Linked DNA regions of Mus musculus: all the other regions are linked to region 4. The links are chromatin contacts, called in public promoter capture Hi-C maps. All regions are on one chromosome and are shown on one strand. The core of a region is the stretch at or near the end of the contact, and the rest is flanking DNA. Distances in the headings are between cores, read along the strand shown. Region 1 holds the start of Zfp692 (zinc finger protein 692). Region 2 holds the start of Zfp672 (zinc finger protein 672). Region 3 holds the start of Lrrc75a (leucine rich repeat containing 75A). Region 4 holds the start of Alkbh5 (alkB homolog 5, RNA demethylase). Region 5 holds the start of Larp1 (La ribonucleoprotein domain family, member 1).

Region 1 (5,573 bases), core at 1,323-3,822, 2.2 Mb before region 4:
TAAATATATTATATATATTTTATATAAAAATATATTTTTATACATTATATTATATATATATATATATATATATGGTGTGTCTGTGTGGGAGTTTGTGGGTACAAGTGCAGTAGTGCAGTACAGAGTCCAGAAAAAGGTGTTGGATCCCCTAGAGCTGGAGTTAAAGGTGGCTGTGATCTGTCTGGTATGAGGTCTGGCAACCAACTCTGGTTGTCCACAAGAGCAGTAAGCACTCTGTACTGGCTAGTTTTGTGTCAACTTGACACACCTGGAGTTATCACAGTAAAAGGAGCTTCAGTTGAGGAAATGCCTCCATGAGATCCAACTGTAAGGCATTTTCTCAATTAGTGATCAAAGGGGAAAGGCCTCTTGTGGGTGGGACCATCTCTGGGCTGGTAGTCTTGGGTTCTACAAGAAAGCAAGCTGAGCAAGCCAGGGGAAGCAAACCAGTAAAGAACATCCCTCCATGGTTCTGCATCAGCTCCTGCTTTCTGACCTGCTTGAGTTCCAGTCCTGACGAACTTGATGATGAACAGTAATGTGGAAGTGTAAGCTGAATAAACCCTTTCCTCCCCAACTGCTTCTTGGTCATGTTTGTGCAGGAATAGAAACCCTGACTAAGACACACTCTTAACTGTAAACCCATTTTTTTTTCATGAAGATAAGTTTTTTTAAAGTTTAATTTTACTTTAATTCTCATTTCTCTCTTTCTCGTAGCCCTGGCAAACTTGATATGCAGATCAGGCTGGCGTGGAGCTCATAGAGATAGACCCATTTACCTTTGCTGCTGCTGCTTTTTTTTTTTTTTTTTTTTGGTTTTTGGTTTTTTTGAGACAGGGTTTCTCTGTGTAGCCCTGGCTGTCCTGGAACTCACTCTGTAGACCAGGCTGGCCTCGAACTAGGAGATCCACCTGCCTCTGCCTCCCGAGTGCTGGGATTAAAGGCGTGCGCCACCATTGCCCGGCTCTACCTTTGCTTCTTAGGTGCTGGGATTAAAGTGTGTGCCACCACATGTGGTGATCATCTTTAAAAATAAAAATTATTTTGTGCGTACATATCGTGTGTGAGCATCAGTGCCATGCCTCGTGTCTGTGGAGACCAGAGGACAACTTTAGAGGCCATTCTCCCCCTTCCACCCTAATGCTGGGTTCTAGGGATTAAACTGAGGCCCCAGACTTGCTCAGCAAGCATCTTTCTCTGATGAGATGCCTCAACAGTCTATGATGATCATACTGCATGCTGAAACATAGTTTCACCAAACATCCGTGTTCTAACTACTAGAATATGTGAAAGTTGCTTTTTTTTTGTAGCCAACACTTTGCAGTTATAACTGTTTGAGGTGTTGAAATGGGAGGTCCTCTGGATTACCCAAGTGGACTGTGTTTGAAAGAAGAGGAAGGGTTGCACTAGAGCAAGGCTGTGTGGAGTCAGAAGCTTATGTGATATGGCCAGAAGTCCCAGAACGCTGGTCACCACTGGAAGATAAAAAAGGCAAGGAGAAAACTCTCTTAGAGCTCTTGCTTGACCTGTAGCCCTGTTCAGCACTTTGGTGCAGACCTCCAAAACTGTAAGCGAGTAAATTTCTGCTGTTTTGAGTTGTCAAGTTTGTAGTGATTTGCTACAGAAAACAGTCAGTAGTGCAAGTGACTTGGAGTGAGGTTTGAGCCCTAAGGCTGTTCATTGTGGACTCCCTTGTGCCAGGCACTTGTAAATTCTTTATAAACATGAAGTATATTAAGCCATTTAACCATGGAGAGTCAACTGGGCAGTCAAAGGAGTCTGGAATCCCAAAAGGGTAGCCAGAAACATCAATCAATGGGTGATCTAATTACATCACCCCCCCCCCCCCAAGAGCATACCTAAAAGAGAGGCTTGCCAGGGACCTGAGCCTAGTCCATTCCATCTTTTGGTAACAGAAGGATCTAAGAGAGAAGAGGATCCAGCCAAGCGGGAGAAAACCAGGAGCAGACAAAGTCTAGTCTGACAGTGAAGTTGAGAAGAAAGTGAGATGAATGTGTGGCAAGAGGAGAGAGCTAAACTCTTCTCCATTCTGGGGCAGAGAGGCAACAGAATTGGTCACTTCATTTAGCAACATAGAGAGGTGCAGGCCTTTAATCTCAGTACTTCAAAAGTGGAGGCAGGAGTCAAGGCTATCTTGGCTACATGGTGAGTTTGGACACCAGCCTGAATTACATGAGACCTTGTTTCAAGCAAAACAGAAAATAAAAAACTTGTGCCGTTGACAAGTGCCGTTGCAGTCTCTTGATAGAAATAACTCCATCAGAGCCATTTGTAGACGATGTGAAATCAGAGTCTGTACAAAGTGTAGGCAACTTCTCGTGTGGATGGTGGCAGGTTATAGGTTGCAGCTGGAGGGTGGTCTCGCGGTTCAGAAAGGACTCTAGTTGGCTTCAGCTGGCGGATGCTGCAGCTCGCGTTTGCTTGGTGGCAACTGATAGGCAGAGATGCTAATAGAAGGAGCAATGACGACAGAATCCCAGACAGTCGTTCAGGACTAAGGCTAACTACAATTCCCGGCAGGCTTTGCACGGGGCTCCCGGGGCGCAGGCGCAGACAGCTGTCTTCCCGCTGCAAGTCCAGGCCGTAGCCTCCTGACGCCGAGGGGGGACGGTTTCTTCTTAAAAGAGAAACAGCGGCGGCGCGCGCGGTGGGCCCCGGTCCTTCTGTGGCTTTCGGAGTGAGCACGCGGGTCCGGGGAGCGCAGGCGCAGTTTGGGCAAAGGCGGGTTGGGGCGTGCAGGTAAGACCCCACGAGGGTTGGCCCGGTGTCCTAGCATTGCTGGGTGGGCTTCCCCTGCATGGGAGGCAGGGAGAAGGCCAAGGCGCGGCTGCACGCAGACCTGGCCGCCTCCAGACAAGGAGAGCAAGTTTCCAGTCTTTTCCCCCTGCCTGCGACCCCCGTGTTCCAAGTGTCCTCCCTGGCTCTAAGAAGGGGTGGCTGGATCCGAGAGGCGCGAGCGCTGCGGAGGCACTATGGTCTCCCCATTCATTGCAGACGGAGCGAGGGGCTGTGTCTGTCCCGAAAGCCCCGACGACGACAGCACGTTCCTCCCGTAGGCCCGCACGTCTATGGCCTCTCCGGTGGCAGACGCATCCCGCCGCCGGCGGGAGAAGCGCAGGCAGCTGGACGCGCGCCGCAGCAAGTGCCGCATCCGCCTGGGCGGCCACATGGAACAGTGGTGCCTCCTCAAGGAGCGGCTGGGCTTCTCCCTGCACTCGCAGCTCGCCAAGTTCCTGTTGGACCGGTTAGGGGCCGGGAGGGACCAAGGAGGGCACCGAGACACAGCCCCAAGCCGGTTCCTACAGCCTTGGGTTTCTCGTTTGGGCAGGGTGGGCCTGCTCCTCCCCTCCTAGCCCCAGCGAATGGGAGGTCTGTAGGGTTGGCCCTGTAAGTGTGTGAGTGCGGAGACTTGAGGGTGGTTGGCTCTGAGCTGACACCAAGCTCCTCTCTGGCAGGTACACTTCTTCAGGCTGTGTCCTCTGTGCAGGTAGGTAAAAGACGTTAACAGGTAGTGGCGCCTCCTAGAGACTGAATGTCTCAAGAGAAATGGATCAGAAGCTCCTACTGGGTTCGGGAAGAGGACAAGCCCAAAATAAGCCTGCTGCCATGCCTGTGGGAAAGGAGCTTTGCCTTGGGACCTTTGGGTGTGTTTGTCCCGGCTCTAAACCAAACCAAAACAACAAACAACTGTGCATCTAGGTTGAAAACAAAAACAAGATCCCTTCAAACTCTTCAGGGGCTGAAGCAATGGCTGGGTGGTGTGCTGCTCTTGCAGAGGAACCCAAATTCCTTTCCTTCCTAGTGCTCATGGCAGGAGGCTCACTGTGTGGAACTCTAGCTGCAGGGAGATCCAACATCCCTGGCCTCCAGGAGCACCTGCACTCATGTGCACACACCCACAGATATACAAAGCTAATGACAAATAAAATATTTTTAAAAGAATGCTTAAAAAAAGAAAAAACCCAATGTCTGGGCATGGAGAGATGGCTCAGCAGTTAAGAACGTTGACTGTTCTTCCAGAGGTCCTGAGTTCAGTTTCCAGCAACCACATGGTGGCTCACAACCATCTGTAATGGGATCTGATGCTCTCTTCTGGTGTGTCTGAAGATAGCTACAGTGTACTTACATACATAAAATAAATAAATCTTTAAAAAAGATTAGAAAAAAACAAATAAACCGATGTCGTATATGTCCTGAGGTTGCCAGTGGGTTTAGAGGGTTAGGATGGCCTGAGTGGTTTTCTTGGTCCTTGCATGACTGCTTCATCTTACCTCCAGCTCCAGAGCCTGGGCCTCGGAAGGGTCTGCAGTACCTGGTGCTCCTGTCTCACACACACAGCCGGGAATGCGGCCTAGTGCCCGGGCTCCGGGGGCCTGGAGGTGGTGAAGGAGAGCTTGTATGGGAGTGCTCTGCGGGCCACACGTTCTCCTGGGAACCCTCTTTGATTCCTGCACCTTCAGATGTACCTAAGCAGGCCCCTCTCACACACACCACAGAGAGAGCCTGGTGTTCAGAGGCCAGGAGGAAGCAGGAAGCCCAAGGTGAGTGAGGAAGGAAAACACTTTTCAGTCTTCTCTGAATGTGTTAACTATCATTAGGGTCTCGTGTAGCCACGTAGCCTGGCTCTCCCTCCACCTTCCAAGAGCTGGAGTAATGATCTCTTTATGATAGCAAGGAAATATATCCTCACATGCATTGCTAGGTATGGGAAGCAAAAGTGTGGAGTGATGGATGGACAGAAACTGGAGATAAGGTTTGAAAGAGAATTCATTTGTAAAAAGCACTACCAAGCAAACCAGGATGCCTTTGGGAAGAAACTGTCCTCAGTCTTTGAGTCTAGGCCTCCTTCTCTTATGACCTGCTTGTGCCAACAGGTTTGGAATGTGAGCAGCGAGAAAGGACTCAAGAAACCAGGCTGTCCAGGTGAGGGAAGCGAGGGGCAGGACAGACCTGCATAGGGAGTGGGGATGAGGTGGCAGTTTCTCAGGCTTGTCTTTCTTGAGCTTGCAGGAGAGTAGATTCTCCATTGGAGATCGACCCACCTCTGGGAGAGGATCAGGATGTGGAGGAGGAGGAGGAAGAAGAAGAGGAAGAGGAAGAGCTGCTCAGTGACGCCAGCCCATGGACCTACAGCTCCTCCCCAGATGAGCCAGTTGGGATTGAGGGAGGATGGGGAACGGCTTGAGAGAGGGGGGAGGCAGCTGGCCATTCAGAGATTGTGCCAGCTGGAGGGATGGTCTTGTTGCACGGTGGGCAGGGCAGATGCTGGGGAAAGTAACGTTAGCCTTTGAATTGGAGTTGTGGGAAGGGATGAAGTAAGGCTCTGGGGGAGGCTGAGAGCAAGAGTGGGCTATGGGAGTTGGGAGTTTTCTACATAGGGGTTAGAGATGGCTGATGCCCAGGGGGATAATGCCCTCCTCCTGCTTCCCTTTCCAGCAGTGAACCAGACGTCCCTAGGCCACCTCCGTCCCCTGTTACGCACACACCTAAGGAGGGAGAGGTCTCGCCAGTACCTGCAACTCTGCCCACTCCCTGTGCTGTTCTCGCCTCCG
Region 2 (5,827 bases), core at 1,186-3,685, 2.2 Mb before region 4:
CCCAGAAATTAGGTAGAGTTCAATTACCCATTCCTTTCTAGATAGTATGTGAGTAGAAAGACTTATGACCACTGTGACATATTGAAGAAGGTGACAGGAGTAGGAGAGATAACTGCCTCCACCTCAAGAACCAAGTCTGATCATGATCCAAATACAAATAGAAAGTTTTCATTTTAAAAAGATTGTAAAATCTGTGAAGGCTAGAAATTAGAGTGTAGGTACAAGAAAATACAGATAGCAAGAGCGTATCCTCTATCCCTCTGGGAAAGACTGAAGTACAGAATGGCTAGAAATCTTGGAGTAGAAAGAACATGGGAGAATAGACTACAATCTTTCTGGGCCTTTCAATGAGTTGGACATAACATACTCTACACTGTAGGGAATGATGTGTAACCATGTGCCAATTAACAATGGAATGAAATCCTGACAATGTGGACTTGTCATTGTGACTATCACAGAAATTACTTACATAAACTCAGTTATGACATTGCCAGGTGATTGAATCTTAAGGGATCACCAATAAATAAACAGACTAAAATGCTGCTTTGTGGCGAGTGGCTGTGTTAGCTCTTTCAAATCTGTTCTCTATGGATCCATCCAACCATATACATTATATATATACTTTGCCCTGGATAACTGAGTTGGGATAAGAACCTGTGGAAAGCCACACATATGCTGAAGACTCTGCAGAGTGATTAGAACTTGCTTGGCTATGGAGACTTGGACTGCTGCAAATGGAGAGCCTAATTCATCCTGTGTCATCTCTAGTCCTTGTAATAGCCATTTACCACCCACCTCCGCATCTGACCTAAGATCCTTAAGACTATAGTCATTTAGGAGACTATTATCTTCTACTCACTCAGCAGCTAAGTTGCTCACTAGATAGCATCTAACACCTATAGCATGGGCTGGTAAGATGTCTCTGTGATTTTAAGAGAGCTTGCTGTTCTTGCAAAGGACCAAACTTTGGCTGATTCTCAGCATCAATGTAGGGTGGCTCACAAGTGCCTGTGACTGAAGCTCCAGGGGACCTGTTGCTTTCTTCTGACCTCCATGGTTGAGTGCACTCAGACACATGCCCAAACACATATACATAGATAAATCTTAAACCCAAACCAGGCCTCCCACCTCTTTTGTTGGCAGAGTTTTCTCATCTGCTACCTGTACTGTAGGTCATACTTTCTTTGGGGATGAGGTATCATGTAGCTTCAAGTTGTCCTCAATCTTGCTACCTGAATTATGGAGGCTAATAACATGATACAGGAATTTGTTCCTTAAGATTTTGTTTATAAAAACAAAGCACAACACCCTAAAGGCTCTCCCAAAGATCACCTTCCTGTGTACCCAGTCTCATCTCACAGCACCCCGGCACAGTAGTGCAAGCATCCGAGGCAGAGGCGGGAAGTCTGGTAGGGGTGATACATTTATTTTGGATATCTTTATTTTTAATCACCTTAACAGTCATTTACCTCTCATCTCTTTAACAGACTTTTGTACCATCAGGTAAAGCTTTTGGAAGACATTAACTTAAACCACTAACCTCCACTAACCTGAAAGCTAAGACTATAATTACATAGCATCTAAAACTTATAGCAATTTCCCCCCAATTCTGCTGTAGCCTGCATACATCTCACATTACCTTTGGGGAGCTTCGTTTTATGTTGACAAACCTGCTTAGAGGATCCAGAAAGGCAAGCATCCAATTCCTAGTTCTTCCATGACTAATTGTGTGACCTTGAGGACTTAAGTTGCCTGTACCTGCAGCCTGGGATAACTCAATACAGGAAACCATAACAGTTTCTATGAAGAGAGAAAGGTCAAAGCAGTCATAAACCTGAGAACTGAAGTTGTGCGGTACTTGCGATTTACTCTGCAGGACCGCTCTTACTTAGGCAGAGCCTGACTGAGGCAGGGGCATAACTTACTGGCCGACTTCTAGCACACTACAGCCTGCCAGGTCTTTCTGGCTTTTTCGCTCCGCCCCAGGAATCCTTTCCCACCGCGATGGCACGCACACCCCGGCCTGCCTTAACCACAGGCGGGCGCCGGCGCCCCAGTGACGCGAGCCTGCGGGGCGCTGAGGCAAGACACACGCTTCCTCGGGTCTCCTGAAGCTGTCACTACCGGCCACAGGCTGTCATCGCCCCTTGGCCCGCTCCGTCAGGCGGGCAACTTCCCCGGTGTGAGGCTGGACAGCACCGCCGGCCTGGAGCAACCTGCGCAGGCGCGTTGGCCCGCCGCCCTCCGGTCCAGGTCCCTCGACCCGGTATTGAGAGGAGACGGCAGCGGCCGAGGGCCGCGGCCCCGCCCGCCCTGCCTTGAGGCCCTCAGCCCTCTCACCAGTCTTCGGAGGGCCGCTCCGAGCCGCGTTCACCTCAAAGCGTTGCGGACAGCGCTGGCCTCAGGGCGCGGAGGAAGGGGCGGGCGCAGTGCAGGGCGGGGCCAGGAGACAGCACGCTGATTGGCCCACTCTGTCCGCAGGGTTACTGGGGCATCTAGCCCGCGCAAGCGCACTATTGACCTGCCCTGGCAGAGGGCGGAGTTGACATGGTGTGCCCACAGTGTCACAGGGCAGGTTTAGCTAACCTGTCTCTCCGTTCGGGTGTCCACGCGTGGGCCCTTCTGCTACTGAGAGCAAAGGGCTGTGAGCCCAGTGCCACCTTGAGCTGAGTCAGGGCCGTATAGACCACTCGAGGGAGACCAGTAGCACCCATCCGTCGCCATGTTAATGTATTTCTAAACTGCGAGGCCAGACCAGATGCTCACTGTCTTGATTAATCTTCCCCATAGATTAATGACCTGTCCAGCATTGCCAGGGACGGCGGTAGTCCTGTTCTGCTGACCAGATGCCTTCCGGTGTGAATGGAGACGGCTCCCAACCTTTCAGAGCAAGGGCTTCTAACCAGCGCTTGCAGCATAGAACGCCCAACTCAAAACCGTAAACCTGCTGGGGATGTAGCTCAATTGACAGATTGCTGGACGAGCCGAGACCCAGAGTTTATTTACAAGTACCACACGAAACAGATCGGTGGGACGCAGACTCGCTGGACGCAGTGGGAGCAGGAATTCAGCCAGCATAGACCCTGAGTCCGTGTTGGTTAGTTTTGTCTATTTGAAAGGATATCAAAACACCTGAGAATACAGTCTCAACGAGAATTATATGGGTTGAGTTGACCCATGGTTAACATTTTCATGATTGGGTTAAGTGAGGTGGAAGGCCCACTCCGAATGTGGGAGGTACCATGTCATGGATTAGGTTCTGCACTGTTCTGAGTGTTGGGAGGCGACAGAGAGCAAGCGTCAAGCACCCATTAGCTCTTTGTTCATGACTATGGGATGTGGAGCAAGCACCTGTACTGCTGCTGAGACTCCTCTATAGTAATGGACTATCACCTAGAGTTGGAAGCTAAAATAGTCTTGCTTCATTTAGTTGCTCTGTCAGGGTGTTTTACTAAAGCAACAGACATGAAACTACCTGTCAAGACCATTATTGAAATAAAAGAGTAACATTAAAAAAAAGTTTGTGTATGACTTAATTTTGTAAGATATATAAATATATTTAATCATTTGACTTTATAATACATACTGGGAACTGATAGTATCTTCAAGTTACCTTTTAAAAATTTACATCACAATATCAGCCCCCTCCTCCCAGTACCCTTTGCACGAAGATCCTCCTCCCATCCCCCTTCCCTTCTGAGTGACTTATTTTGTAACAACTTCACAGTTGTTTACTTTTTAGATGACAACAGACTGAAATGTCACACAAATATATTTGTATATACACATAGGTTCAGCTTTATGGTGGTTTCCAGGGTGTTATCTTCTAGGTGCAGACAGTGAAACTGGCATGGCCAGATGTTACAGATGGTTCTGGTCATGAGTAAAAGACAGCGATTACTGAGCTGCTAACCTGTCATTTGCAGAGCAGGTAGGCTTTGTTTTGAGAGAGGGTCTCACTATGTAGCCCTGGCTGGCCTGGAATTTAGTATGTTCACTTCAAATTCAGAGATCCACTTGCCTCTGCCTCCCCGTGTCAGGACTAAAGGTGTGACCATCATGCTCTGCAATTAAGATAGGCATTATCTGATGATTGAAGGCATTTCCACACCTCAATCCAAATCCACACATTGCCTGCTGGGTTTTAGGCCCTCCATGTTGCACACGCAGATGAGATATGGAAGGATCCAAACCTTGCTTTCTATTTTCCTGTCAATTTTCATCATAAAAGTAAATATAACTCCTTGTCTATTATTTTTATCCTATCATGGCTTCTAGCCTCAAAAGAAAACCTAGCCTCAGCCGGGCAGTGGTGGCGCACACCTTTAATCCCAACACTTGGGAGGCAGAGGCAGGTGGATCTCTGAGTTCGAGGCCAGCCTGGTCTACAGAGTGAGTTCCAGGACAGCCAGGGCTATACAGAGAAACCCTGTCTCGGAAAAAACCAAAACAAACAAACACAGCCTCAGGACTGTAAAGATATCTTAGTGGGGAGAGGCTCTTGTGTACAGACCTCACAGCCTGAGTTTGATTCCCAGCTCTCACAAGGTACCAGCAGAAAATCCTCTAAGAGTTGTCCTCCGATCTTCACATGTGCATGTGCACTAGAGCACACACATACACACAGCAAAATAAATAAAAATTAAACTGAACTCCAGAGACAAATTACATATTTAGTGAAAAGCAGACAGCTGACTACATTTTTGTTAAGGCACTCTGCTTAATTTGCAGGGAATTCATGCAAGATTTCTAAGACTTATGGCTTGAAAGGCATTAAACACATCGACAAATCTGGTGCTCAAGGATTGTGTTGTAAGGAAAAACAGAAATGGAAAACTCTGTTTTGTACACCTTCCTTGTCTCTTTCAGTCACTACATCACCTGCCAATTCTCAAATGGAACGCACAGAGCTAAACTCTGACATTCAAGTAAAGAAAAATTTGATGGTGTCTGACTCATAGGTCCTATCCTAGAGATACTTATTTTTCAACTTATGATCACACCTCAATCATGACAGCAGCTACATTTGAGCAACTATTTTCAAGAATGAAGCATAGTTAAGAGTAAAATTAGAACCCAGATCTTGTGAGCACCTGAGAACTGAAATTGCTCATTTAACCAGATATTTATGCATCGGGCCTATCCCACTTAGCTTTGTTGCCTTCTTTAATTTTTAAATAATAAAAATAATGCTGCTTTAATTATTAGTGACTATAAACCTGGGACCTGCCCAGTGATTTTAAAAGACACTCTGAACATGGTACTGCCTAATTAAAATTATTCAAAACCTTTTTTGCTTATATATGTAAGCAGATATCATCAAAATGATACATAAACACCCATCTCTCTCTCTTTCTCTCTTTTTTTTCTTTTTGGTTTTCCGAGACAGGGTTTCTCTGTGTAGCCCTGGCTGTCCTGGAACTCACTCTGTAGACCAGGCTGGCCCTCTTACTCAGAAATCCGCCTGCCTCTGCCTCCCGAGTGCTGGGATTAAAGGCGTGCGCCACCACCACCTGGCTGGGTGTGGCCAACTTAAAGGTGCGAAACACTTATCCCAACAGAAAGACTGATGTTTCATTTTAGCCTTTTGTAGGTAAACTAACTATGAAGAGGTATCAGTAAATTAAACATAGGCAAGCTACATGGATTTGGTATAGTACAAAGATATAACATGCTGGAAAGGTATTTAAAGATCAACATTTTTGAAAACAAATTTTACTAGTTCAAGATAGGTCTTAGTTTTTAAGGATGAAATTAATAAGATAGTAATATCAGGAAAAACAAATGTAAATGCCAAACTAAGGTAATTGCCAGTGCTTACCAAGGG
Region 3 (6,212 bases), core at 521-3,020, 2.1 Mb after region 4:
CTTACTGCCTATTGCACAGACAGCTAATGACGGTCTGGAAAATCCATTTTTGCATGTGAAAGTGACAGAATTACCATGGAGGCCATACAAGGTTGGCTTTTGATTTTCAAAAGACAGAGAAATACACACCACTAAAGTTACATGGTGTAAAATGCTATCTTTCTTTGATGATTCAACCCAGAGAAGGTATCTGAGGGTACAGCAGCCTCTAGAGAATCACTGTGGCTGTTGTCAGGAAAACTAGAGGCAAAGGTGGAAGGCTTACACCTCCCCAAGTCCTCAAGTCTCTACTTCTCTTTCTTTTGCAGTGCACACACCTTAGGAACAAACTCCAGAGAAACATTATAGGGTGTGAGGGAAGCCATGGTTCAGAATCCAGGGAGATGTGGATCCAATTAGATCCTGGAAGCTCCTCCCAGGAAGTTGTCCCTACAGCTTCTTCTATCAGTAATGGGAAAACCTCACAAAGGTCAGCTGAGGTTTCCCCTCCCCCATTTTCAGCACACTGTTTATCTACAGGGGTCCTCCAAGAATATAAGGTCTGCACAAAAATATAACGTCTGTGCGAGTCCGTGACACAAAGCCAGACCAAACCGATCTGATCACTGTTCCACCGAGCACCTATGCACCCTCCTGCCTCTGCCACTCAGCAAGACCCTATAGTACAGGCTACCACTTTCCCCGGAAGAAAATGAGAAAGGAAAACAAAAAAACGAGAGGTGGGTGAGGCACCAGCCCTTCAATAGAGGGGACTATTGAAGGGGACTATTGGTCAGATGTGTAGTATGCCCCTTAGTCAGTGAATCAGGACCAGGCTGAGAGAGTACAGTACAGTTCCTGCTGGCCAAGAAACCAAGCCTAGCTTCATTCTGACCAAGACTTCTGCCGGGGTCTCACTGCAAGGACCAGCCAAAGTTAGGGGAGATGAAACCACAAGACACAATATTGGTTGCAAACGATCTAGGGGCTGAAATCTTACTGGTCCTAGGGACATACCTCAGAAGCTGGCTTAAACAGATAACTGCGCATTCCCTGGGGACCCTTGCAAGAGGGTGATAGGTTGTGAGCAGAGAGGAAGAAAACTCTGGCCCAGACCAGGCATTCCTCTCTGTATCCTCTCTCATCAACTATCCCTGGGGACTTGTGGAGGAGAGGAGCAGGGACAATGGTCCAACAGGTCCCCTTTACCTACCTGGACAGGTCAGCCTTCCTCACCCTAGCCTGAGGCCCCAAATTCAGCAGGAAACACAGAGGCACCTGCTGACACACCGCTCCATCCCCGCGAAACGGGGACCCTGGGCGGTGCCTCCCGGCGCTCTCCTGTCACCCCCCTCGTAGGGGCGGGGCGCTCCGGGAGCCGCCGCGCCCCCCATGCCCCCTCCCCGCGCTCACCTGGCGCAGGTGCTGCAGCAGCGTCCCCGCCTCCTCCCGCCGGCCCTGGCGCACCATCCGCAGCAGCTCCTGGACCATGCCGACGCGCCGGTGATAGGGGGGTAGCCCACTGCCCGCGCGCCCCGCCTTGTCCCCGGCGCGCAGCAGCAGCGACGCCCAGAAGTCGGGTCGTTCGCGGCGGGGGCCGGGCGCCGCGCCGGGGCTGGCTCTCTCCGCCAGGCTGCCCTTGGTCTGCCGAGTGCCCATGCCGCCGCCCGCCTGGGGCTGCGCGCGCCGGGCTAAGGCCGCGTCCCCCGCCGGCTTCGCGCCTCCCCGGCCGCAACTTTGGGGGAACTGTTGCGCGCGGGAGGCGCGGGCGCGGGGCGGGGGCGGGGGCGGCTGCGGCCCGCACTCCCCTCGCTCCTCCCTCCTCGCTGCCCCGGCGCGCTCTCCCGGCGCTCGCCGCCAGCCCGTCCCGGCGCTCGCCGCCAGCCCGTCGGCCCCGCCCCGCCCCGCCGGCCGCCCCGCCCCCGCGCCGCCGCGTGTCTCCCTCCCTCTCCGGCGCCCGCTCCTTCCCGCCGCGCGGCTCTGGGCTAGGGGTGCCCGGCGCCCCCGCCCTGCTTTGTCCCTGGTGCAGCGCCCCCTGCCGGACACTGTGCTGCGCCTCTTGGGGCCCGCGGCTTCCTGGCAAAGGTCAGTGAGTTCCCCGATGCTTTCCTGACTGCGCGCCTAGGTGAGGCCCAGGGATTACGGTGGTGGGAGGAGGTCGGGGCGCCGAGCGAGGGAGAGAAACTTCGGAACTTGGAGGTCCTGTTCGCCGCAGAGTCTAGATTCTCAAGAGTGGGCTCTGCAGAGAATCAGTATCTCAGATTGTCCGAGGTGCTGGTTTAAAGCGTAGTATCTCAGGCCTGGCTCAATGCCCACTGAGCAAGCCTCTTCTCCGGGCCTGGAAATGTGCATTTAGCTAGCATCTTGGGTGGTTCCGATGCTCGTTTCTTGGAGCCCCAGTGGCTTTCAGGTAGGTGATGGTAGTTGGTGCACGGACACAGATCTGGATACTCTAGTTTTGTGAACTCTGCATTCTTTTCTCCCTCCGACACTGCTGAGAGGAGACCTTTAAGTCTTCCTGCTACTACTTCAAAGCGGAAATGTGGCTTCTGGTTAGACATTCCTTGTTGCCTTCTTCTCGGGTTTCTTCTACCAACCCCCTGGGAACCCATGGTGCTTGGATAAGGTATTTTGGAGGCCCATGTGCCCTGTTCTTAGCTGTAGGAGGGGCAGCAGTTTTATTTGTATTTATTTATTTATTTTTTCTTTCTTAAGGTCGCTAGTATTGCTCTAGGCCAGAGGGCTGGAGTCCACCACCTGCTGCTGATACGTATCAGAAAAGCCTTGGGCTTCCAGATCCCTGGCTCCTTCTGGAAGGTTAGGATAGTAACACAGTAACATTTATGTCAAGAGTTGGAAGGTGAAGACTGTGTGTGTGTATTTCTGTGTCTGTTTACCCTGGTGCTTTTTTGTTTAACAAAGTTTCTCCCTGGCGTGGAACTCCCCAAGCAGGCTAGTTTGCCTGGCCAATGAACTCCACAAATCCACCTATTTTCCACCTTACTAATTTAGGATTGTTAGGTGAGTACGACCACACGACTTTTTCTTTTCTTTTTTAAAGATTTATTTATTATATGTAAGTACACTGTAGCTGTCTTCAGACACACCAAAAGAGGGCATCAGATCTCATTACGGATGGTTGTGAGCCACCATGTGGTTGCCGGGATTTGAACTCAGGACCTTCAGAAGAGCAGTCAATGCTCCTCCCCACTGAGCCAGCTCACCAGTCCTTTTTTTTTTTTTTTTTTTAAGGTAGATCACATTATGTATCCCTGGCTAATCTGGAACCTTTTACATAGACTAGGCTGGCCTCGAGTTTACAGATTTACCTGACTCTGACTCCTGAGTGCTGGGGTTATAGGGGCGTGTGACAATTTTTCTTTAAAAATTAAAAAAAATTATAAATTAAAATCTTTAAATTAATTTAGAGCTTAATTCTTTTTAAAAATGAGTCATGGATACCAAACTCAGTCCTGCTTGCAAGGCAAGCATTTTTACCCACTGAGCTGTCTCTTAGACCGGTGAATACTTTTTGGAAAAAAAAAATGTAATGACACTTGTTATTCATTCAGGACCATCCTCAGTAGGGTTTGGCACTAGGGGAGAGAGACCCAGCTTGGTTTTGAGTTTATAGCGAAGCAGCTGGGGTGGGTGTTGATGGATGGGAAATGACAAAGGGAAAGCACCATCTATAAAGGGATTCTAGCTAAACTGGTCTAACAGAATTGCCAGTCGATATCCCTGCAGGCTGGTAGAGGACAAACCTCATCAGACATTGCAGGTGATCAGCCACCTGGAGTAGTTCTTCCGAAACTGACTTGAGAAAACTCTTTGCTGGAACCGTATTCTATAAGAATATGCACCAATGGGCTGGGAAGAGGGTTCGGGAGCCTGACGAGGTGAGCCGGGTGAGAATTCTTATCCAAGCAGAGGTGCTGTAGAAGTGATCATTCTTTTCCATCTTCTCAAATATGTCTTCTCTGTCAACTCCAACAAGTGCCTTGAGGTTGAGGCCTTGGGTCTCCCCAAGTCCCACTCTCTGGTGTTCTTAGAGAACTCTGCTCTGGCTTCACGGTTCAGCACTGCATTCAAAACTGCTTGGCTTTTGTGTGCAGAGGACACTTATCCGGGTCTTGAGAATCTGGTTTGGGAAATACCCCTGGATCTCATTTCTGGCTTGCATGACCATCCAGGAAAGTAGCTGTGAAAGATCCCTGCTGATGGGGTCCCTTTGGGGGCGGGGTGGATGCCACCCACCTGAGGACAGACCCCAAACCTGAGCTAGCAGGTTGGCCTGCTTGAGGATGTATAAGTGGGGCAAATGCAGTCTCATTCTTTCTCTGAATCCATTCCTCTGTTATTTTTTTTCTCCCAATATTTCTTCATGGGCTTGCTCTCAGTAATGATCATTCAGATCTTCTCTATTTATTAAGAGACAAGTTGAAAAGCTGAGTGTGGTGGCACACCCTTTTAATCCTAGCACTCAGGAGGCAGAGGCAGGTATATTTTTGTGAGTTCGAGGCCACTAGGTCTACAAAGTGAGTGGAGGACAGCCAGGGCTATTACACAGAGAAACTCTGTCTCAGAAAAACAAAACAAAACCAAGAAAAACCAAACCACACACACACACACACACACACACACACACACACACACAGAGAGAGAGAGAGAGAGAGAGAGAGAGAGAGAGAGATTTGAGTTTGCCTCAATCTGTTCCTGCTACCAATGCTCCACCCCCTTCCATTTCAGCAGAGCTTTTTGTTTGTTTGTTTGTTTAAGACAAGATTTCTTTGTAGCCTTGGCTGTGCTGGAACTTGCTCTGTAGACCAGGTTGGCCTCAAATCAGGGATCCCCCTGCCTCTGCCTCCCAAGTGCTGAGATTAAAGGTGTGCGCCACTACCACCCTGCTTCAGCTAAGCTTCTAACAAATGCCTGTATTCATTGTTACAACTTCTTCACCTCCATCCACTCTTCTTTTGCTACAGTTTGGCTTCCATCCACACCACATCATTGAAATGTGTCTTGCCAGTGACCTAGTTGCTAAATTCAGTGGCTACTTTTCAGTCTTCATCTCACTCAGAGGCCATGCCAGATCCTGTTGCCTACTCGGTTTTGGTTGAAACTGCTTTCTTCTACTCTGGCATGATGGTGTGCCCCGGGGATTCTAGCTCTTGGGAGAGTAAGGCAGGATAGCAGGTTTGAGACTATGTAGGGAATTCCAGGACAGTTTGGGGAATTTCAGAAGACTGAATAGGGACTACTCTGTGGCTTTTCTCTTGCAGTGCTGGAGATAGAGCCCAGAGCCTTGTGTGCCTTTTCTTCTTTATTCCATTAGAGCCCTCTTTCTTACCCCTGTCCTTTACTTGTTGGCAAACAGTGCTGTCTGAATCCTCATTGTAGGTTTTGCCATGGCTTACACTCATGGCTTTCCAACCCTGCACACATTGATGGCTCTGGTCATTGGCAGAAGACACAAGACTTTGAGAGTAGAGACCAGGACTTTACCGCTTTTGCGTTAGTTCTTGCCTCCAAGCCCTGCAGGGGCAGTGTGATGGGCCCAGATGGATGCTCCACATGCAGATGGTTTGTGTCATAGCTGAGAAACATGGAGCTTGGGGAGGAGGGAATCTACGGCATATAAAGGAAGTAGTAAGCTGTTGTCTTTCAAGTGTGCCTGTTAGAAGCACAACACTGAAAAGAGGCTCAGGTGTCAAGAGGCAGGGTCTTTCCATCCACAAGATGTGAGAGTGTGCCAGGCTCCCAGAGGAAAGTCTTTTACCAGTAGGCATGTCACCTTCTTCCAGTGAGTATATCCTCTTCTGGAGCACTGAGGTCTCTGCTCATAGTCAGGGACAGGTCAGGGACCCTGGAACGAGTGTGCACTGGATCATTTCCTTCAGCACCTGCACCTGACTAATGGAGTCTGCTAACACTGGCATCAAGGCCAGTGACTTCCTTCTGCTGTCTGGTTCTCTGGCTCTCCATGGCTCTCCATATGCTGTGTTTTGGGTTGCGTCATTTGCACACATGGTGCCACTCCATCCTTCCAGCAGCTGTGAGATTTGTTTATGGTCCTGATTTCTAAGGTGAAGAAGTGAAATCTTTGCCAGGTTAAGTGATTTGCCCAAGGTCTCACAGACAGTGAAGGGCAGAGCTGGGGAATTGAACTTAGGTCTGTCTGAATGGAAAGACTATGTTGTTAGTACTTCATATCATTCGTCTTCACTTTAAAA
Region 4 (5,858 bases), core at 1,430-3,929:
CTGATGAGGCTTCATCCAGCAGATGGAGGCAGATACAGAGACCCTCAGCCAAACATCATGAGGAGTCCAAGGAGTCTTGTGGAAGAGTTGGGGATAGAAGTGAGCAAGGAAGAGGGTTCAAAGACACCATGAGAAAAACCACAGCATCAACTAACCTGGGGCCATGGGGCTCACAGAGCCTGGGCCACCAACCAGGGAGCATACAGGAGCTGGACCTGGACCCTACACATTTGTAGCAAATGTGCAGCTTGGTCTTCATGTGGGTCCCCTAACAAGTGGAGTGGGAGCTGTCTGGGTCTGTTTCTTGCCCTTCCCCCTACCTGGACTGCCTGGTTAGGCCTCAGTGGGAGAGGATGTGCCTAGTTCTCCTGGGACTACATGTCCCAGGGTGGGGTGCTACCCAAGGCGGGGGCTACCCTTTCTCTGAAAAGAAGGGAAGTAGGCAGTGGAGGGAGGGATTTGTAAGGTTGGGACTTGGATGACAGAGGGGAGCTGTGTAGGGATGTAAAGGGGGGAAAAAGACAAATAAGTAAAATGTAAAAAACAAAAAAACAAAAACAAAAACCAGGGTCTTTAATCCCAACACTCGGGAGATAAAGGCAGTCGGATCTCTGTGAGCTCAAGGCCAGCCTGGTCTATAGATCAAGCTCCAGACAGCCAAGACTACACAGAGAACCTCTATCTTGAAAGAAACAAAACAAAACCAACACAAACCAACCAACCAACCAAACAAACAAATTTTACTATGTGCCATGCCCTGGATAAATGCTAACTCATTTAATCCCTAAAATATCCCAGTGAGGCTGGTATAATTATGAAATTGCTGCTGGAGTGCGGACAGTATTGGACTTGTGCAAGTGGCCTTGTGAAGTTCAACCCAGGCAGCCTGGCTTTTTCCCCACAGGATCTGGGCTTGACTAAAAAGCACAGTCAAGGAGAAAACACCCTGGGATTGGAGAGTTCAACCTATGGGATAGTCGCTTAAAAAAAAAAAAATCTTTTTCTGAGGCAGTCTATGTAGCCCTGGCTGGCCCTGAACTCCTGAGGTACATACACACACACACACAAAACTTAGTGCTGGGTTTAAAGGTGTGCACCGTACCCAAAGAGGGTCATTTTTGCCTGGGTGAGCAGAGCTGGGGACCTTAGCTATTAGGTGCATCTGGGTGCAGTGGTAAAGAGCTCCCGCCATGAAAGGCAGATCAGAGGCTTAGAGAGCTGGGCTCCTGAAAAGCTTCAATCTGCCCAGGCAAACTGCTCAGGTAAGAGACCCACCAGGTGTTCACACAGTACAGACCGGGCTCAAGTCCAGTTCAGCTGGCTTTGCCCTTCAGTCCATCTTCTACCTGCAGCTGCCCTTCCACCCTCTCTCTGTCACCTGGGCCCAAGGGGCTGCCCCGGGAATCCCCAGACCCATTTCCCTTTTGTCTGCCTGCTGTTTGGGAGAGAGGGTGGCCTGGATTCCCTAATTTCTTGGCTTTCCACTCCACAAACTTTTCCAAGTTACCACACAGTCCCCACTTTCCAACAGAGACTGCTGCCACCCTCAGTTTTCAGATTAGAAGACTGAGGTCTGGATGCTGTATCAGCAATCCTTCTGCTGCGTCATTCCATCCTCACAACCACCGTTCGAGGTAAGTACTGGTTCCTGGTTTTACACACCAGACTCTGGGATGCCTGGAAGACAAGGGGTGAGCTGTGTGACAGACACTGTAGATGGACAGGCATTACAGATGACAGACAGCATGGACAGCCAGGAGGGGCGGCGATATATGAAAATCTGACGGAGTATCAAAGACTGGAAAAGGGACTGGGAACCAGAAAAGGAAGCTGGAATTCATCTTGGGGAGGTTCAGAGCAGAACCTCTTTGCTATTCCTATTTGCTGGAGTGCCCAGGGACCTCCAGCACGGCTAAACCTTTGTTCAGGCTTTCTCCTCCGCTTCAGGATTTTTTATTGTTTGGGTTTGTTGTAGTTGTTTTGAGACAGAGGCTCGCTGTGTAGCCTAGGTTGGCATCCAATTTGTGAGCTATCCTCCAACCAGTCTCCAGAGTGCTGAGACGCATTTACCATCCCACTGTGCAATTTATTTATTTTCTGTCTGAAGAATATTTCCAATTTGGACCGATCCGTGGTAAATCTGCGCCCTTCAGACAGGAAAGCCTTTTTGTCGCCCCCTATAACAACGCCCAACCCCAGTAGGAACGTGACGTGCCCGTGCGCGTGCCCGCGGCTGCGCGACCCGTGGGCAGTCCCGGGACGTGACTTGTGGAACGTCCGCTTCGGGAAGCGATGGCGGCGGGAATGGGGTGTGGGTGCCCGGACCGCGCGCCTCCAGCTTTTGTTGTCCTGGCTTGCTCCACAGTTTGGGCCTGATGCTCTCCTGCCCGTAATTTTAACTTTCCACTGTTTCCGAAGCTTCACCGGAGTCCTGAGGGCTTTTCGTCGCCGAGAACTCCATTCAGGCACTTACTTAGCCACCCATTCACTCTTCAGGGGTCCTCGAGCTTCTGCCCGAAGCTAATTAAGTGATGGACGCAGTAGCCAAGGAGACTAGTTGATTGACAAGCATGATTTACCAACCGACTCTGGAAACTCCAGTCCGTGTTTGCCCAACGCGTGGCCGGCAGTCCAATTAAGAAAGTGGAAGCTCCAAAGGGGGCGGTCACGGGGCGGACTGGGTTGTGGCGATTCCCGAGGATTTGTGCGCTGGAAGCTGAGGCGTCTGCGGGCATCCGCACGATGCCGTGACGCGGCAGCGCTGTCCAGTGGACACCGCGAGCACACTCCGGCGGGTGGAGTCCCTCGGCCCCGGAGGCGGCTTGGCGTGCAGGCAAATTGTTGTTTTCGGGAGCTGTTCTCGAAGCTTTCCGCGGGTGGGGGGAGGGGCGGCGGCCGACGAGCGGGCCTCGTCTGCGCATGCGCCGGCCTCTCCGCCGACTGGGCGGCACGCACGCGCATGCTCAAAGTACGTGGAGTCTCGTGGCCGCCGGCAGTGCGCACGCGCGTCGAGAAGCCCGCTAAGGAGCGGCGCTGTCGGAGGTCGGGCGGGCTGGCGGTGACGTCGTGAGGAGAGCTTTAAAGTGCGGGCCGGGCCGGGCGTCTGAGGGTCCGACCGGGAGTCTGGCGGAGTCTTGGCCGAAGCCCTCCGCGGCATGAGGCGCTGCCGGCGCCTTTTTCCCTCAGGACGCGGAGAAGGTGGAGGAGGAGGAAGCCCCGCTGTAGCTGGTGCTGCATGACCGACCGCGGCTGAGGTTCGACCCCTTCCCGGCCCCTCTACGCCTACCCCTTTGGTCCCTTGAGCCACGCATGGGGGCCTGGCACTGAGGACCCTCGCTTCCCTTTCGGGTCCCTTTCGGGTCCCCTGAGAGCCATGCCGGACCGCCGCGGAGGACCCTAGAGTTGAGTTGGCGGGGGCCATGGCGGCCGCCAGCGGCTACACCGACCTGCGGGAGAAGCTCAAGTCCATGACGTCCCGGGACAACTACAAGGCGGGCAGTCGGGAGGCCGCCGCCGCTGCGGCCGCCGCCGTGGCTGCCGCTGCCGCTGCCGCGGCCGCCGCTGAGCCTTACCCGGCGTCCGGGACCACCAAGCGGAAATACCAGGAGGACTCGGACCCCGAGCGCAGCGACTACGAGGAGCATCAGTTGCAGAAGGAGGAAGAGGCGCGCAAGGTGAAGAGCGGCATCCGGCAGATCCGGCTCTTCAGTCAGGATGAGTGCTCCAAGATCGAGGCCCGCATCGATGAGGTGGTGTCCCGCGCCGAGAAGGGCCTGTACAACGAGCACACGGTGGACCGGGCCCCCCTGCGCAACAAGTACTTCTTCGGCGAGGGCTACACGTACGGGGCCCAGCTGCAGAAGCGCGGGCCGGGCCAGGAGCGCCTCTACCCGCCGGGCGACGTCGACGAGATCCCGGACTGGGTGCATCAGCTGGTGATCCAGAAGCTGGTGGAGCACCGCGTCATCCCCGAGGGCTTCGTCAACAGCGCGGTCATCAACGACTACCAGCCCGGCGGCTGCATCGTGTCCCACGTTGACCCCATCCACATCTTCGAGCGCCCCATCGTGTCCGTGTCTTTCTTCAGCGACTCGGCACTTTGCTTCGGCTGCAAGTTCCAGTTCAAGCCCATCCGGGTGTCGGAACCTGTGCTTTCTCTGCCGGTGCGCAGGGGGAGCGTGACTGTGCTCAGGTAACACACCTGGGAGGAGGGGCTGGCCCTGCACCCTGCCGCCTAAAAGTGTCCACCCGGTTCCGGGGAAGCCACAGCTGGCGGGAGCCGGTTCTTATTATGGTTCTGACTCGCCTTTTTTCTTTTTGCGTGCAAACCATAGGAAGCTTGTGTCTGAAACTCATAGCAGGATAAGACTAATGTGGAATTGTGTACCTGCAGGCAGGTTTGAAGTGGCCATAGTAGCTTATCTGAGAATTCATCTGAAAGCATCTTTCTGAAGACTAGCATAGGAGTTCGAGTTCTATGAATGTGGTCTCCTTGTCTTGCATTTTGTTTTATCGTTTTGGGGGTGGGGATGGGGTGAGGGTCTCAGGTCGCCCAGGCTAGCCTTCAACCTTCTACACAAAGGAGGATGATCTTGAATGTCTGATTCTCCTGTCTTGGCCTCCCAGGTGCTGAGATTACAGATGTGCACTGGCCAGTTTTTTTTGTTGTTGTTGTTGTTGTTGTTGTTGTTGTTGTTTTTTTTTTTTTTTTTTTTTTTTTTTGGTGGTGCCTAGAGAATGAACACAAGGCTTCATGTTTTCCTTTTGGTTTAAAGCAAATCACTTTCGGTTTTGGACCTCATTTCCATATCTTAAAAACCTGTGCTTAACTAAAGTTTTCCCTGTTTTGTTAAGTTTATCTAAAAGTTTTCTCTGTTCTGTTTTTTTTTTTTTGTTGTTGTTTAACAAAATGTAATGGATTCCTTAACAGAAAATGCAGAGTCCTTGACTTTTGGGGGATTTTTGATATAGATTTCTCCATTCTCAGGAAGAATGATTTTTTGGTATTGAACATTGTAATGGTTTGGCCAGAAATAAGTGCAGCATGCTCTTAAAATTCTTGCTTAGTTTTAGGCCTCTGTAGGACACTTTGTAGAAATGCCATAGCAGTTATGGGGATCCAGTAAAACAAAATACAGCTGGTTTGCTGACCTGGTGTTTGGCCTTGTGATTTGGTGACCACATCTTAGGCTCTTGGCCAGTTGGGGCCCCAGATCCTGCTAAGAATTAGCTCAGTGCCCTGCCCAGCAGAGTAAATCATCTGTTGGAACACTGCTAGTGTTTATATGAAGTGAAATTTTATTTGGAGGATGTCTCCATTCAGCCCTAAAAAAGGTAAGCCTGGTTAAGGGACTTTTACTAATTCTCATCGTGAGGCCTAGATTGCAACTGTTCTGAGTGTCTCAGATGTGCGTGGTGCTTCCAGATGGTTGTCTTGACAAAACGTTTTTAGAAGGGATTTCCAGCTGGTAGTTAGTGCATGCCTGTGTGTATGCTCAAACTCGTGAAGCTGGAGCAGGAAGAGTGCTGTAAGTCTCAAAAGATCTACCCACTCTACCAAAAGAAGGTATTTCTAGGGAGCTTGCTGTTTAAGGAAGATTATGGGGACGGGGTTGTTGAAGTTTCTTGGTGCTGAAAGGATTTTATGTGGAGACCATTTGGTCATTTATTGGGTTATTTTTCCTCGTGGTCATAGACCTTTTAGGTTATCTAGAGGTTTGGCAGTGATTGGCTGCTTAGTGGGGGATTCTTAAGACACTGAGACTCCCCCAACATGGTCACACCAGATTTAAAAGCAGAACTTTCAGATTCTTATTGTGAAGGTCTGTTAGTGATTAACAAGATTGCATCATCAGGAA
Region 5 (5,889 bases), core at 1,645-4,144, 2.5 Mb before region 4:
ACCCTCTCTCTAGCCCGATGATAATGATGAAGATTATAATGATGATGATGATGCTTATTTCAAGACAGGGTTTCTCCTTGTAGCCCTGACTGTCCTGGAACTCGCTCTATAGATCAGGTTGGCCTGATCTTAGAGAGTCCCTTGTCTCTGCCTCCAGAATGCTGGGATGAAGGGTGGCCACCACCACCGGCTTTCCAGACCTCCATTATTTGAATCTAGGAAAAGCTATTGGATTTGGTTCTGCCATGGATTGGCTTTGTGACCTTGGATGAGGAACTTTTATTTCTCTGAACTTCAGTGTCCTCATCTTCAAAAGAAGGAGATGAAATCATTATTCAGTTTACCTTCCCAGGGTTGAGTATTTCTAGTTGAGGACAGTCCTAAAAGGTTCTAAGTTCTGAGTTCCCCCTCCTGATATCCAATGCCTCTCTCTGGCCCCGGGACAGGACTCAGAGTAGCCATCTCTGAGCCCCAGTTCCCACACAGCAGGGCCTGACCACTTTTGTTGGCACCGGCACTGTGAGCTGGGTAGATGAGCCAGCTAGTTCGACATTACACAAAGCCCTGCTATGCCCGAAAGTTGTGTGAGGGTATATCTCCTCTCTATATCCAATTAGTAAGTGGCACATGACTTTAATCCCAGTACTTGGGAGGCAGAGGCAGTCGGATCTCTGTGAGTCTGAGTCTACAGAGTGAGTTCTAGAACAGGCAAGGCTACACAAAGAAACCCTGTCTCAAGGAAAGAGAGAGAGAGAGATATAAAAGAAAAAAACAAAGTATTTACCAATAACTAAAAGTGAACCCTGGTGGCAACGTGCATTGCTGTGCTCTTTGATTAAAGGGTAGACATGCCACAGTTTTAAGCTGGGGGAGGGGATCTGCCTTTAACCCCAGCACTCTTGAGGCAGAAGCAGGCAGATCTCTGTGAGTTCCAGGCCAGAGTGAGGAGTTTCAGGACAGCAAAGGCTCCCCAGAGAAACCCTGTTTCAGAAAACAACAACAATAACAAAAATACTGCTTAAATTCTCTATCTCCTTCAAACCGTATATTCCTCCGTGCTTCTCCGAGCAAGCGCTGGCTTTAGTGTGTTGTGCCTTATAATGGGGGCACTTTGGCTCTCATTGACTACTTAGGCATTAATTTTCCTCTAAGAGAGGGGCTATCAGGGAAGGCTAGAGAGCTGTCCCAGGCTTGCAGGCAAAGACTGGAGATGGAATTGAACACCAGATTGCTATGAACACTTTCCCCAGTATTCCCGGTGTCCACAATACCAGTGTCTGGTCTCTAAGAGTCTTTTCAGGAAGCCATGCCCCCCACCCAGGAGACCACCTGTTTTCTAATCCTTCTTTTGGAGAGTTCGCCAACCTTCCAGGCTGTTCGGTTCTCAGATTTCTAGATCCAGTCAGTTCCTGACACGTCTCTTATTTCCAGTATTTTGGGATCTGAGTTCAAGGAAACCTTCTCTCAGCAATTAAAGAAGCCAATCTCAGTTAAATTCATGATGTTGTAACCCTCTAATCCCAGCACTAGGGAGGCAGAGACAGGTGGGTCTCTGTGTGTCCGAAGTAAGCCTGGTTGCCTGGTCTACAGAAAGAGAGAGTTCTAGGATAATCAGAGCCCAGAACTAGACAGAAACCAAACCAAACCAAACCAACCAACCAACCAACCAATCAACCAACCAACCAACCAAAAACTCTGCTTGAAAAACAAAAAAATACCCAAACAAACCAAACGGAAAAAACAACCCAAAACAAACAAAAAGCCAATCTTGTCTACTTCATTACAGCACAGTGACTACTGCGCTGTAATGAAGTATTTGTTTCTCCTGTTTACTGTGCCTTCCCCCACCTTACAGTGTAAATTCCGGGAGGACAGGTGCTTGTTAGCCTGGTTTATTGGCAGACCTTTCTAAGAACTTTGCAGGCCCCCAGAGCATAAAGTCAGTAAACATTTATTGAACCAAATGACAGAGAAATTTGAAACCACCTGGCATAAATGGTTCCTTCATTTTACAATAGAGAAATCGAGACCCAGGAAGTGGACCTGACTACTGCTGATAACCCCTAACTAACTGCAATGGGGTCAGGGTTAAGATACAAATCTCAGAGCTTTCTGAGTCCCTCAATTAAGTGTCAGTTCAACTCTACCCTAAACAATTCTATAGAAAAAACACAAGCGACTTGAAAGAAAAGCCATTTCCTGCCTATAAAACACTGGGTTTCGAGGGCCTGCATAGCGTGGGTACTACTGGGAATTCTGTTCTCTTTCCGAGGCGCTCGCTGCCCCTGTGGGGAAAGAACTCCCTTGGACCCATTACCAGTGCTCTGGCCAGGCTGCAGCTGGGCCAAGGTCATCGGAGTGGGGCCAGAAGCCACGCACAGGGGGCGGCCAAAGAACCCCTCTGCATCACTAGCCAAGTCTGGGCTGACATAGTAAAAGACCCCAACGCGGAGCCCCGAGAAACACTTGTCACCAGCGTTAGCAGGCCGGGCCGGCCGCGTGGCCAGGTCCCATGTGCTCCACCTGCGACCGTTCTGGGGCGCTGGCCCTTTAAGGCTCCTCCCCCACCCCCGCCCTCCGAAGTTGCATCAGGCACGTGCTCGCCCCCGTCCACTTGCCGCGCCACAGGAATGGTCTCCAGGGGGCGGGGCCGGGGCGGGACCTTCCGCCCTGCGCGCGCGCGCCCGTCGCCGCGCCGTCCCCGCCCCTCGCGCGCCGCGTCGCGAGGCGCGCGCCCGCCCGCCGCCCGCCGCGGATCGCGTGGTCTGGCTCGGCTCTCCGCGCCGCTCCCCCCCTGGCCGTCCGCACCACTGCAGCCCCCCGAGCCGCCCCGGGCCGGGGGCGGGGGGACGCAGGCGGCGGACCGAGGTCCGCCAGGCCGGCTAGGCGCGCCGGAGCCTTCTGCCCGGCGCGCCACTCAGCGTCAGCCCGTCCGCGCCGCTCCGCGTCCGCGCGGCCCGGGCTCCGGCGCCCCGCCAGCGGCCTCGAGCGGGGCCCGCGGCGCGCCCGGCCCCTCCGCGCAGATGGCCACTCAAGTGGAGCCGCTGCTGCCGGCGGGCGCCCCGCTGCTGCAGGCCGAGGAGCACGGCCTGGCGAGGAAGAAGCCGGCGCCCGACGCCCAGGCCGAGTCGGGCCCGGGTGACGGCGGCGGAGAGCCCGACGGCGGCGTCCGCAGGCCGCGGCCCGCCTGCGCCAGGCCTGGCCGCGACGGCGCGGAGCGCGAGAGCCCGCGGCCACCCGCAGCTGCGGAAGCCCCAGCGGGGAGCGACGGCGAGGACGGCGGCCGGCGTGACTTCGTGGAGGCACCGCCGCCCAAGGTGAACCCGTGGACGAAGCACGCGCCGCCGCCGGCCGCGGTGAACGGACAGCCGCCTCCAGGTGGGTCTGCGCGGCGCGGCACTGGCCCGCGCAGTGACGCGGGCGTTTCCCTCGGAGCGGGGCTACCGGGGCCGCAGCGGTTGGTGGCAACGGCATGCCTCGGGCCTAGCTTGGCGGACTGGGCCGGGCGGGGCCGCTCGTGTGCCCTGTGCTCCCTATGCGTCTCGGCGCCTCGAGAGTGCGTGTTCAGAGAACATGTGTCATGGCTCCGAGCTGGGCCTGGCTTTGAACTTTGCAACTTTGCGCTTCGGGGAGCCGGGTGAAGCGTGGGGAGCGCGGGCCCCTGCGTGCCCGGGAGCCGGTTGCGGCCCGCGGCGACGCGAGGGGCGTGTGTGGCGGCGAGGGAGTGGCCGCGCCGGTGCGGGGCGGGCGGGTGACAGTTGGGCGCCATGCGCCGTGCCAGGACTGTTCGCAGCGCTCGCCGGCCGGAGCTGCGCGCGGGGCTCCCCTCCCCCGCTGAGTCCGGGTGGGAGGTGGCTCGGGAATCCTAGCCGGGCGCGATCGGCGTGGGCATCTAGTGGCGCACCACTCGGGCACAGCCTCCGCTTGGGTACTCCTGGGTGTTTGATAGTGAGCATGGCCCTTGAGTTTGATCGTCGGAGTCCTGGTACTTTTAACTTTAAAAAATGAAAAAAAAAAAAAAAACCAAAACCAAAAACTTGCTATGGAGCTTAGGTGTGGTTGCCTAACCTAAGCTGGGCACCGAGGAAGTCGGAGCTAGCCGCTTTCAGGTTCCAGAGTGCTGGAAAGTGTAGGCCTAGCCCTGGGGGAAACCAGCACGTTGGTTGCCCTTTCGATTTCTCTTAGGGTTGCTTCATAAGGAAGAGGGCACATGGGGTTGGGGGTGTTGTAGTACCAGAGTTTCCCTCTTCTTCTCCTTCCCTTCCCGAATCCTCTTATGCAAGGGGCAGTACTGAAACCTCCATTTTCTTTCATATCCTCGTTTTCCACCCACAGAGTGGAGGAATCAACTTTAAGACGCTCTTTGGTCCTGCCCCTCTTTAAATTCAGAGGTATAATCATCCTCTCGAGCCGCGCTCCTCAGAAGTTTAAATGAGGCTGTTCGCTCAGTTCGCCGCACTTAGCTACTGGTGAACCTGCCTTGTGGGTTTTAAATCAGCTGTGACAATCAGGCAGGATTGGGTGCCTGAGCTGGCATTTTGTGTAAAGCCATGGGCCCTTGATAGCTTGCGTCATTGGAGCTATTGATCGTGGGAAGAAGACAGTTTGGCTGGCATCTCAACTTTTCCTCAGGATAAAGCCAAACTCAATTTAAGTGACCAAAGCACACATTTTAGGTATACTATATCTGTTCTGTTCCAGTGGGGTTTTTTGGTTGTTTTTTGTTTTGGTTTGTTTGTTTTGTTTCTTTTGTAATCTTACCAGTTGGTTTTGATAGAATCTTTGGAGTAGTTTTTTGACAGACTTACCAGAACTAATCCAATAGCTTCTGAATTTAAGCTTGTTAAGACCTTGGTGCTTTTTAAAGTGAATTCTGTGATTGGGTTGTCTGTCTGGCAAGGCTAGGTGGTGGTGGCCTTATTGCCTCAGCCAAAGGGATCGGTAGGTCCCTTTTCAGCTCTGATTTTATCTTCAGCCAGGACATCTTTAAATGAATGTGCCACCAGTGGAGTGGTTGTGTGGTCTTGGGATTTTTATGTTCTGTGATGCATGTGTTTTTGGGAGTGTACAGAAATGAGTGTCTCATAAGCAAGCTAAGCTTTCCAAAGCTTGCTGCAAATGCCTATTTTTAGCCTTCTTTTGGCTCAGATGCTGGTGTTTAAGTATTTGAGGGACACTAGCAGTAACTAGTAATAAAGTATGTTTTACCCTCTCTTCCTTCCATGTGGCATTTCCTATCTTGTTTAACCTCTAAGTCCTAGGTTTGTATTGGGGAGAGGGGAAAGTGAGGGCATAGTCTTAGTGTAGCCTGGAACTTAGCTTGGAACGGAATCAAGGCTGGTCCTAAACTCCTGATTCTCCTACCTCTGCCTTCCCTATACCTGGTTTTAACCCCTCCCCACCTCCACCTCTGTGTGTTTGTTGTTCCTTAGTTCCAGTTTCATTCTTTCTTTTCTTTATACATACATTATGTACCTACTGCAGTTTCCCCTTCATTTTCCCCCCAACTCCAACCCACCCCCGTTTTAGATTTATGGGTTTTTTTGTTTTTGTTTTTTTCTGTTTTTTTGAGACAGGGTTTCTCTGTAACCCTGGCTGTCCTGTAGACCACGCTGGCTTCGAACTCAGAAGTCCGCCTGCCTCTGCCTCCCAAGTACGGGGATTAAAGGCGTGCACCACCACTGCCCTGCTAGGTTTATGGTTTTAAGTTTTGGGATTTGTCCTTTTGGACACCCTCCTGAACAGTATTTTTTCCATTCTTTCCCCTTATTCCAGCCACACCCCCTCTCAATCTTGAGTGCCCAAGTGGGAAGAGATGCATAGATTTTTGGGGTCAGTCTGCACGTGCTGTATCGCTGTCTCTTGTTAGCTGAGTCCCACCCTCCTCAT

Evidence for each region. Promoter capture Hi-C pulls out the DNA fragments that hold promoters and counts their contacts. Capture Hi-C pulls out chosen DNA fragments and counts their contacts.
Region 1: a promoter capture Hi-C map of pre-B cells shows a contact between it and region 4, with 2.6 times the contacts expected there. The contact joins the promoter of Zfp692 here to the promoter of Alkbh5 in region 4. A contact is called at or near these places in 4 of 39 promoter capture datasets (the C10 cell line, hippocampal neurons, liver and 1 more).
Region 2: a contact with region 4 is called in a promoter capture Hi-C map of pre-B cells, with 2.1 times the contacts expected there. The contact joins the promoter of Zfp672 here to the promoter of Alkbh5 in region 4. A contact is called at or near these places in 2 of 39 promoter capture datasets (liver and pre-B cells).
Region 3: a promoter capture Hi-C map of adipose tissue shows a contact between it and region 4, with 3 times the contacts expected there. The contact joins the promoter of Lrrc75a here to the promoter of Alkbh5 in region 4. A contact is called at or near these places in 2 of 39 promoter capture datasets (the C10 cell line and liver) and 1 of 9 other capture datasets (adipose tissue).
Region 5: a promoter capture Hi-C map of pre-B cells shows a contact between it and region 4, with 2.3 times the contacts expected there. The contact joins the promoter of Larp1 here to the promoter of Alkbh5 in region 4.

The regions. Positions count from the first base shown.
Region 1 is chr11:58,304,497-58,310,069 of GRCm38.p6, forward strand. Zfp692 (zinc finger protein 692) reads left to right here and starts at 2,573. Exons shown (of 12, transcript NM_182996.3): 1 at 2,573-2,760; 2 at 3,016-3,265; 3 at 3,477-3,508; 4 at 4,299-4,562; 5 at 4,896-4,944; 6 at 5,032-5,169; 7 at 5,458-5,573. The coding sequence starts at 3,090.
Region 2 is chr11:58,320,930-58,326,756 of GRCm38.p6, forward strand. Zfp672 (zinc finger protein 672) reads right to left here and starts at 2,436. Exons shown (of 4, transcript NM_001256516.1): 1 at 2,341-2,436; 2 at 1,640-1,800.
Region 3 is chr11:62,646,753-62,652,964 of GRCm38.p6, forward strand. It overlaps Lrrc75a (leucine rich repeat containing 75A), which reads right to left and starts at 1,771. Exons shown (of 4, transcript NM_198861.1): 1 at 1,393-1,771. The coding sequence starts at 1,638. Mmgt2 (membrane magnesium transporter 2) reads left to right here and starts at 1,912. Exons shown (of 2, transcript NM_175002.2): 1 at 1,912-2,104.
Region 4 is chr11:60,535,004-60,540,861 of GRCm38.p6, forward strand. It overlaps Alkbh5 (alkB homolog 5, RNA demethylase), which reads left to right and starts at 2,680. Exons shown (of 4, transcript NM_172943.4): 1 at 2,680-4,192. The coding sequence starts at 3,420.
Region 5 is chr11:58,006,170-58,012,058 of GRCm38.p6, forward strand. Larp1 (La ribonucleoprotein domain family, member 1) reads left to right here and starts at 2,895. Exons shown (of 19, transcript NM_028451.1): 1 at 2,895-3,378. The coding sequence starts at 3,024.